2 separate regions of the Mus musculus genome follow, and region 2 is linked to region 1. Evidence: chromatin contacts called from public HiChIP or PLAC-seq data. All regions are on one chromosome and are shown on one strand. Each heading gives the region's core, a stretch centred on a gene start, on an enhancer-like site or on the middle of the called end of the contact. The rest is flanking DNA. Distances are from core to core; before and after follow the strand shown.

Region 1 (4,661 bases), core at 192-2,691:
GTTTCTGAGGTGTTTTTGAGGCCCAGCCTGAATTATATCTTCACAAGCAACCTGAGAGAACCTAGGTTATTGAAACCTAGGTGTTTAGCTGCTAGAGCTCAGAGCATTTGAAGACAGGGTGTCTGAGGCCTCACAGTGCTGGAGAAGAAGCAGGGCAAGAATACCATCCTCCCTTCACTTCCTAGCAGACGTACCGGAAGAACGTCCAGCAGATGATGCAGTGTCTGATCCGAAAACTCGCCGCCCTCAGCCAGTATGAGGAAGTCCTGGCCAAACTCAGCTCCACAGCCACGGACCGGCTCACGGTTCTGAAGACCAAGCCCCAGTCCATACAGCGGGACATCATGACCGTCTGCAGCGACCCTTACACATTGGCCCAGCAGCTGACCCACATCGAGCTGGTGAGGCGCTATCTGCTTTGCCCTTTGCAGCCACAGCTAGTTTGCTTTGGCAACCAGACTGTTGGCTGATAGTAAATCTCGGGAGAGAGGTCAGAATCACTCAAAAGGGGAAACATCCACAAAGCAGCCAGAGCGTGATTTGTGTGGGCATCTGAATATGGATGCCGATATCCCGAGAATTTACTCGTAAACACACCCTAAACAAGACGGGAAGCAGAGTCTACTGAATCTCTTGGTCTTTTTTCTGCCTCTAATTAGTTTCCTGTTATTGGCTTATTATTTCCTTCATTCTTCAACTGTCTTAGGAAACATTGACCTAAGGAGAGCATTGCCCCTCTTCACAACTTGAAGCTGATGAAAGTATTCAGGGTTAAAAGCCCATTTTATAACCTGGTCTGAGAAACGCGGGGTAGCATCAAAATTAATAGAGGGGAGTTGGCATCTGTTTTCTTCCCCTTTCTTTAATATTTTCTGCTTTTGTCCCAGGAGAGACTCAATTACATTGGCCCAGAAGAGTTTGTTCAGGCATTTGTGCAGAAGGATCCTTTGGACAACGATAAGGTAATCAGGACCGAGTTGTTTGTTTTCGTGTTTTCATTAGCTGTTTTGTGATTCATCGGGGTTTGTCTTGGGTTGGGTCTATACAATAGTGCCTATACAATAGTTCTACTCCATCATTTCCTCCTTATTGGGGAATTTAATAAGCCCTTCCTGGCCAGCAGACACAGTGTTGGTGAGAGAAGACGATAAGAACCTAATGGTTTTAGCAGATTAAAGCCAGAAAGAAAATCTAAGAGAACGGTCTGCCCGCAGTTCAGCAGCAGGAGCAGAGAGGCAGGATGTGCACCAAGCCTGCCTCTCTGGCCCTGAAAAGCTCCAGGTGGTCTGGCCCCTTTCTGGAAGTGAATCTGCATACATGTAAAGACCATGGTACTGGACATACACTATACATTTCATGAACACATGAACACATTTGCCCCATTCTAGAGTGACCTCTAGAAGCACTTTGAGTTGTTAGGCTATCTGCAGCTGCTATATCTACTGGTGAAGTCTCTCTGGGAGACAAGCCAACAGCTGTTTCCCGCCTTGGTCCAGCTTCTCTCAGTATGGGAAGTGAGGACTGGGTTTTTCAATAGGAGGCTAGTGGAATGTTTTGTTTGTGTCTTCTGAAAGGAAGGAAAGAGGATTAATGAACCTCCCCAAGCTTGGCCTTGAACTCCACGCTAAGATGAACAGTGTGGCATTCACCCTACTCAAGAGCATCATGGTGTAGATTTCCATTTATCTTCGGGTAAATGGTGCTCCAAAATTCTGTATTCCCTCCCCTTGCTGTGTTGATAGCAATTGGTATGAGCAGCCCAAGGCTGTTGGAGAATGAAACCCCCTGCCAACTGCATTTCTGTTGCTGTGATAAAATACCCTGATAATAAAGAACTCCGGGAGAAAGAGCTTGTTTGGCTCACAGTTCCAGATTCTAGGCCACCATAGAGGGGAAGTCAAGGTCGGAACCCAAGTAGCTAGTCACATCCCGGCCAAGAGCAGAGTGAAACATGCCAGGGTTTAAGGGGGAATTGTATGCCCTGCTTTACTCTTAGGGTGAGGGGCGTGCAACCTTTTGGCTTTCTTATGTAGCTCACTCTAAAAATGGCAAGTTCCTCAGAAATAAAACTTTAGCCTTTAAAGAGGGGAAAGGAACAGAGAGAAACAAGTACAGCCAGGCCTGTTCACACATGAGCTTCTGTGCTGTGCTGTTCAGCATCCCCTGCCCAGAAGAAATGGTGCTGCTGCCCTCAGGGGCTGGGCCTTCCTACATCCATTAACAGTCAAGGCAGTCTCGCACAGACTCGCTCTTCCCACGGGATTCTAGCTTGTCCAGTAGCTTGTCACGGAGACTATCAAGTGGACAGTTAAAAGTAACCAGCAGACCCTTCTTTGGAAGTGAGGGTCTGAGGGCACAGGCCTCCCAGGATAACATCATTTCAGAGAAACTTCAGTTCTTGGGAGGGAAGGAAGGACACGTTTGGGAGCGCATCCATGCGCATTCACAGGCTTATCTGTCCACGTTGCTTCCACTGTAGAGTTGCTACAGCGAACGGAAGAAAACACGGAACTTGGAGGCGTACGTAGAATGGTTTAATCGTCTAAGCTACTTGGTTGCTACAGAAATCTGCATGGTGAGACAACACATTGTTTTTTCCTCAGATCCAGTTTTCCTGCTTTATCTTCTATCTGTTGGGCCTGTGTGCTGGGTTCCTGTCTGCTCACGCTCGTTTTTCTTACAGCCTGTGAAGAAGAAGCACCGAGCGAGGATGATCGAGTATTTCATCGATGTGGCTCGAGAGTGTTTCAACATTGGAAACTTCAATTCTTTGATGGCAATCATCTGTGAGTATTCGTGTGTGTGTGTGTGTGTGTGTGTGTGTGTATAAACACTAGTTTTATGGGGCTTGGAAATTGTATCCACTGAAAATCTGCCTTTCCTGAAAACTCTACTCTCTTTAATCCAGAGTTATTATGAAACGTTCAGAATGCTTTATGGACCTAAACTAGTGCCAAGTACATACAGTCTTTCCTTAAAGGACATTCATTGAATGTCTTTAGTTCATCTATGCTCAGTTAAATATCCATCTGTAAAAGCTGAGAACTGAAACACTTGTCTAAATACAAGGTTTCTAGAGGTATTTGGGCAGCATGTATGTCAAGCGTTATGGAAATGGCCTGACCTGAGATGAAATCTCGCCATCTCGTCAGCAGTAGCCTGAGGATGGCGGAAGAAACCAAGCGCTTCACTCTTGACCGTGCCTCTGAGACAACATCAGCTTATGACTGCAGTCTTGCTTCCAGGTCCCTCCAGAGGATCATGGGGGCTTTAATGACTGCAGAGGATCATGGGGGCTGTAATGAAAGACACTGTGTTCCTTTCTACTGATTTTATTAGCACAGATAAAAGCAAATCTTTGTGGCTCCATCTTAATACTCAGTGGCCATTTACACACCTACAGGCACTCAGGAAATATTTGTGTAAAAGGTAGAGTTGGGTCACTTTGAAGCTAGAGAATCTCCTCAACTTAGTTTATTAATATTTATACTGATAAATCTCTTCACTATACCCCCTTTTTTTCTATTTTGTCTTCTATCATCTGCCTTTCTTTTCCCCCATTGAAATGTTGACTATGTTTGACTCCATAGAAATAGTGGATAGAGCGGGCATCTAAGCACAGGGGTCCTCGGGGATAGAGGATGACTTAGTTTTCTTCATCTGCCAATTAGAAAGTGCCAGGGCAAATCATAGTATGGAAGAAGATATTAACATATAGCCAACAAAGAGCTTGTATCCATGACGCATACAGAACCATACAATTGCACTGGATAACTAACCAGGGGATTGTAAGTGCATAAAGGATCATCAGAAATGCAAAGGACCATCTCATATAGCAAAATAACTTAATCAAAACTAGTTGCAGCAAATATTGTCCGGGATAAAGGGGTACGTGGAATGTGTTATACAGGAAGAGAGGGAGTTTGAATAGTTTTATGGCTTTAGCAACTGGCATTTCTTATAAAGCTAATCAAAAACCTACCCTGTAATCTAGATGTTCCAATGCCAATGTATTTGCGCCATAACAAGTGAGCACGCCTACAGAAAGATTTGTGCTAGAATTATTAATGAGGCTTTATCCCTAATAGCCCCAGCTTGGAAAGAGCCCAAATGCCTGTTTGCAAGTAAATGACTGAACAAATCGTGGCGCAGTCATACAATAAATGCTCTGGAGCAGTAAAGATGAATCACTGAAACATAGCTAAGCTGGATGAGTTTCACAATCGTCGTGCTGAGCCTTTACCAGGTCAGGCACGACAAGGCATGTGCAGTGGAATCCCACTCATGTAAGGCCTAGGATAGACAAGGTCAACTAATGTCTGGTGATAGGTGACCCTTGACCACTGTTGCCATTTCTGGAGGAGGTGGAAACTGACCAGAAGTGGGTCAAAAGGAGCTTTCTGGGTGATGGAAAGTTCTGTTATAACTTGACTGGAATGGAGACGTATGACCTTGTACACCTATCAAATTCATCTCATTGGACATTTAAGATCTGTGTCTGTGCCTTGCCTCAATTAGAAATCTCTTAAACTTACTAAACTTAGAAATATTGGTGGCAGGAGATGAATACATGTACTCATTTAGGTCCACGTAGACTCCTTTTCCACTGCAGTGTGGTACCAAGTAGCTATAGGATATAGGTTTTCACTGGGACAGGCATC
Region 2 (4,306 bases), core at 341-2,840, 110 kb before region 1:
AAGAGAGAGAGAGAGAGAGAGAGAGAGAGAGAGAGAGAGAGAGAGAGAGAGAGAGAGAGAGAAAGAGAGTAGAGGAGTAGAGGCTGGCCATGAGCACATGGCAGGAGGGGGAAGGGGAATGGGGAGAGAGGGGGAAGGGGAATGGGGAAAGAGGAGGACCAGGAGAAAGGGGACAGAGCAAGAGCAAGAGAGCAAGAGAGAGGGGAGTGGGCAAGCAGCCTCTTTTATAGTGAGCCAGGCACACCTGGCTGTAGCCAGGTCACTGTGGGGCACAGCCCAGACCAAATGCCAACATGCATTGCATATATATTAAGAGGTTCATTATGAATATGGATGTTTCCATCTAAGAAAGTAGTCTAGAATTTGGGTAGATTAGAGACTCACTTTCCACGCCATATCTTTATGTATTTTAATTTTCTTCTACACTCTTCTTAGGCTATTATGAAAACTATGTAATGACTTTTAGTTAGTTTTTGCTTTGTAGATCAGGCCCAGGCTGGTAGAGATCAGCCTGCCTCTGCATGCAGAGCGCTAGGATTAAAGGTGTGCACCGCAATGCTCAGTTTGAAATTATGTAATCATTTTAAAAAGCAAAAATCATACAGATAGGTGATAAACTACCCAATATTGGGTGAAAACTTCTCACTAGCGCAGACAGGGCAACAGACCTGCAGAACAATAACCCTGAGCTTCACAGCGCTGGCTTCTTTCTTATCAATTAAAAGGACAGTCTCCTCTTGGCTTCAGTTTCAGATTTTAACGCCAGGCTCAGTAAATAAGTACTTTTTGTCCCATTTCCCATCCTTTTGCAAACATTTATCTTTTCATGAGTATGAACCAGTCTTACTGGGCAATGATTATTTTTGTTAAAGCGAAAAGACAGAAATGTCATAGGCAGGAACTGCCATCTGCCCTCCCTCCTCCCTGGACTTAGTTTTGGAAGAAAAGAAAGATAAACAGAACGGGAGGGACAGAGACACTCAGGGTCCTGTGCAGAGTGCCAAAAAGAACAGGGGAAAGATTCAAATGAGAGGAGACAAGAGGGGTGGGGGCAGTGAAGGGAAAAACGGGGAGAGTGTGGGAAAGAGAGTGGGGGCGTTGGAACTGGTACAGGCTCCAAAAGCCAGATGCTGAGGATGAGTGGAAAGGGGGAGAGAGACTGAAACAGTCACTGAAAGATTGCTGAATTTGACTCCAAGAGAGATGGCAAGGAAACTTTGAGAACAGAAATTCAGTAAGGCTGAGAAATGGAGTGGGACGTGCCACTTTGACAAGATATCAAGCATATTTTGACTGTGATGAGACTTCTTACGGGGGTAGGCCTTTTTCTGGGTGATTTGCTGGTGTCAATGACAGTTGTCCTTAACCTTCAGTCCCAGTCTTCCAACCCGAAATCAGAGAGTGCAGCACGTTCATGGGTGAGAGAGAGGCAGAAATGAAGCCGCTTGCTTCTATGTTCCTTTATCCAGTGAGGAGGAGAACGGGCGCTGAAAGAGCGCTTTATCTCATGGCCTTGCAGCTGGAGACAGCACGTCTGTCTCTCCAACAAACGTCAGTCCAGGCACTTCTGACCCAGACAGTCCTTGACAAGAGGCACCCCACCCACCGAACTGTAGCCAAGTAGCTGTAGGAGGCAGGGAGTTCGCAGAACAACCTCCAGACTCATTGGGGAAATGGAAAATCTGAGGGCAGAGCAAATCAGGACCGATGTTAGCAAAAACGAAACTCACAGGAGACACACTGGCGCGGGAAATATGAGAGACAGGGGAGGAAGAGGAGCGAATGCCGTGACCTGTAGTGCAGAATACACCCAGCTGGGTTCTGACTGCAGGATCCTCTTAAAATTCATTTTGAGGAAATGCAATTTACCCCGTGATGACAGAAAGTTTCAGGATTCTGTGTTAGCAGTTTGTAAAAGCCATGGGAATCTCCTAAAAGGACATCCACCCCAGCTTCTATGCTTTAACCCAGACTCTGAAAATCTGAGGATACCTGACCATGGATCTACTGGTGCCACACAAGGGGTACCCGAGTGTCACATGAGGCAGTGACAGAGCTGGCTTTCCAGGAGTAATTTCCTGATTTGTTACAGTAAGACACTAATTAGCCTACAGTGGATACTGTGACCAACATCCCTAGAAAACAAAGATGGGAAAACTTAGTCACAATCTTGCCCCAGGCTGCTGTTACCTTTTGTCTATATGTTGTTAGCCTATAGAGGAATTATTAATAGATTGACCCTGAGGCTTGCTTGCTACTTACAAAAGAAGAAGCTGTTCTCAAGTGCTGAGAAAAAAATGAGAAAATAGAAAAATAAAATTAAAAAGTTTACCCTAAAACTTCCTGTGGGAGTCATTTAGTAAGGTCAACAACTTGCCTTTTGAAGTGCTAGGATATCTTGAGTGTTTTATGTAAATAATTTTTTCTCTTGAGTTTCACTTTATACCTTTCTGTCCTGTTCCTTACCATGCTATCAGCAGCGGGTGTTCCACCCTTTATGTCCCCTCTGATAATCTCTAATTGAATAGTAAATAGCTGAGCATACAAAGCCATGGGCAGGACAAGAGGAACAGGTTCTGAGTCAGTACAAGAGAAAGATGGTCACCTGAACTTCAGCCTTCATGGTTGTCCGTCTGGACACCCGAACTCCAGCCACCGTGGCTGTCCGTCTCGGTTTCAGTGTGTTAACTTTGCAGGGTCATGGGATGCTGAGAACTAATTTTGTCTTCTTTATATCCTTATCTTTGGTCTTTTTAACTAAGATGCCTAGGTGCATTCAGGAATAATGAAATACTTTCAACATAAATTGAGGAAATCCTGGGCAATTGTGACTTTATGAACATAAACCGTAGCAAAAACAGTTACAGAAAGGAAGGGTAGATTCATTCTCCCATATCAAAACACATTTATTACTTCCAAAAAATTCTAATTTATGTTTGTCTTAGTTAGGGTTTTACTGCTGTGAACAGACACCATGACCAAGGCAACTTGTAGACAACATTTAATTGGGGCTGGCTTACAGGTTCAGAGGTTCAGTCCGTTATCATCAAGGTGGGAGCATGGCAGCGTCCAGGCAGGCATGGTGCAGGAGGAGCTGAGAGTTCTACATCTTCATCTGAAGGCTGCTAGCAGAATACTGACTTCCAGGCAGTTAGGGTGAGGGTCTTACAGCCAGCACTCACAGTGACACACTCACTCCAACAAGGTCACACCTCCAAATAGTACCACTTCCTGGGCAAGCATATTCAAACCACAACGATGTTTATTTTACAAAAATAATATAGTGCCTACCTCTGTAGCTGGCCTTGAACTTAGGAACTTCTAGCCTCTACCTCTCGGGTGCTTGGATTAAAAGCATGAGATACTCTACCCCACCTATTTTACAATTTTTTTTTTAAATAAGAAAAACAAAGGTGATCTCAAAAACCCCACCAAGGAGTCCTATTATTAATATTATGATGTTTTAAAATCCCACATTTATATGACTTCTGTTTTGACACAATAGTTAAGAAACACTAGTATTTCATTTTATAGAGAATCTTGTAAAGTCTCTACTTAATGTGCCATAAGTGTCTAGCCTTCTTCATCCAGTCTCTGTTTATAGTTCAGTTATTGCATAACACTGTGAATGCATGAAATGGACACTCAGGTTCACATTTGTTGGTCACTATGCACATCAGTATATTTCTGCTTTTTACTTATTTTTATGAATGTATGTATTTCAAACCAATAGTTCTCTTATGAGATTGTTTTAAAACAACATTTTTTTCCTTAACATTTTGTCGGTTCTAACCACACTGTTCAAGATAAATTTATTTTTCTAGCAAAACGTATTTCACCAAGATATGAACTAGAAAATAGATTTCATTTGGATGGAAATTATCTTGACAGCAAACTCAGTGAAAATACTAATCAAAGACAGCTGACAGTGTTTTGCTCACTCAGATGTCAAAAGCGTTTTTTTCTCTTGTTCTACTTGTATAAAATGAAAACTATCTTCCTTTCTCTATCAAAATAGTGATTTTTTAAAAGGCCACTCCTTTTCTCAATTACCCATGTCCCCCAATTTAAATAAAATAAAATGAATAGACGCCTTAATCTCCCTTTCAGAGAATGGTGACTCCATTGAACCGGGTGTATTGTTTTGTAATCTTTCCTAACAGACAAAGGTATTAACTTTCAGTGCCCAAAGGAATTGAGAAATTAACTACATACTGAGTGTCCAAGAAAAGGGAAATCCATTCCGCAAGAATATTCACAATTATATTGAGAAAAACAATAATCTTTTACCCGCTGCCTTCCCCCA

The links. HiChIP or PLAC-seq counts read pairs in DNA pulled down with a chosen protein or histone mark.
Region 2: a contact with region 1 is called in an H3K27ac HiChIP or PLAC-seq map of heart atrium, with 5 read pairs. The contact joins two enhancer-like sites. A contact is called at or near these places in 4 of 39 promoter capture datasets (embryonic stem cells, hematopoietic stem and progenitor cells, liver and 1 more), 14 of 484 Hi-C or Micro-C datasets (B cells, the HPC-5 cell line, LSK cells and 7 more), 4 of 115 datasets of contacts at active chromatin or transcription factors (the HPC-7 cell line, embryonic limb bud, heart atrium and 1 more) and 2 of 9 other capture datasets (adipose tissue and liver).

Annotation. Positions count from the first base shown.
Region 1 is chr5:99,230,216-99,234,876 of GRCm38.p6, reverse strand. It overlaps Rasgef1b (RasGEF domain family, member 1B), which reads left to right. Exons shown (of 14, transcript NM_181318.4): 5 at 189-401; 6 at 888-962; 7 at 2,480-2,575; 8 at 2,684-2,786. Among named protein-coding and RNA genes, the nearest start is that of Rasgef1b, 20 kb to the left of the region's middle. Within about 2 kb of position 1,441, at least 12 of the 459 cell types and tissues checked have an H3K27ac peak or open chromatin away from gene starts, as enhancers often do. A contact at or near this core is called in heart atrium, liver and microglia, where this site is marked.
Region 2 is chr5:99,337,270-99,341,575 of GRCm38.p6, reverse strand. All of the region lies in intron 3 of A930011G23Rik (RIKEN cDNA A930011G23 gene), which reads left to right. Among named protein-coding and RNA genes, the nearest start is that of Gm35314, 28 kb to the left of the region's middle. Within about 2 kb of position 1,590, at least 105 of the 459 cell types and tissues checked have an H3K27ac peak or open chromatin away from gene starts, as enhancers often do. A contact at or near this core is called in heart atrium, liver and microglia, where this site is marked.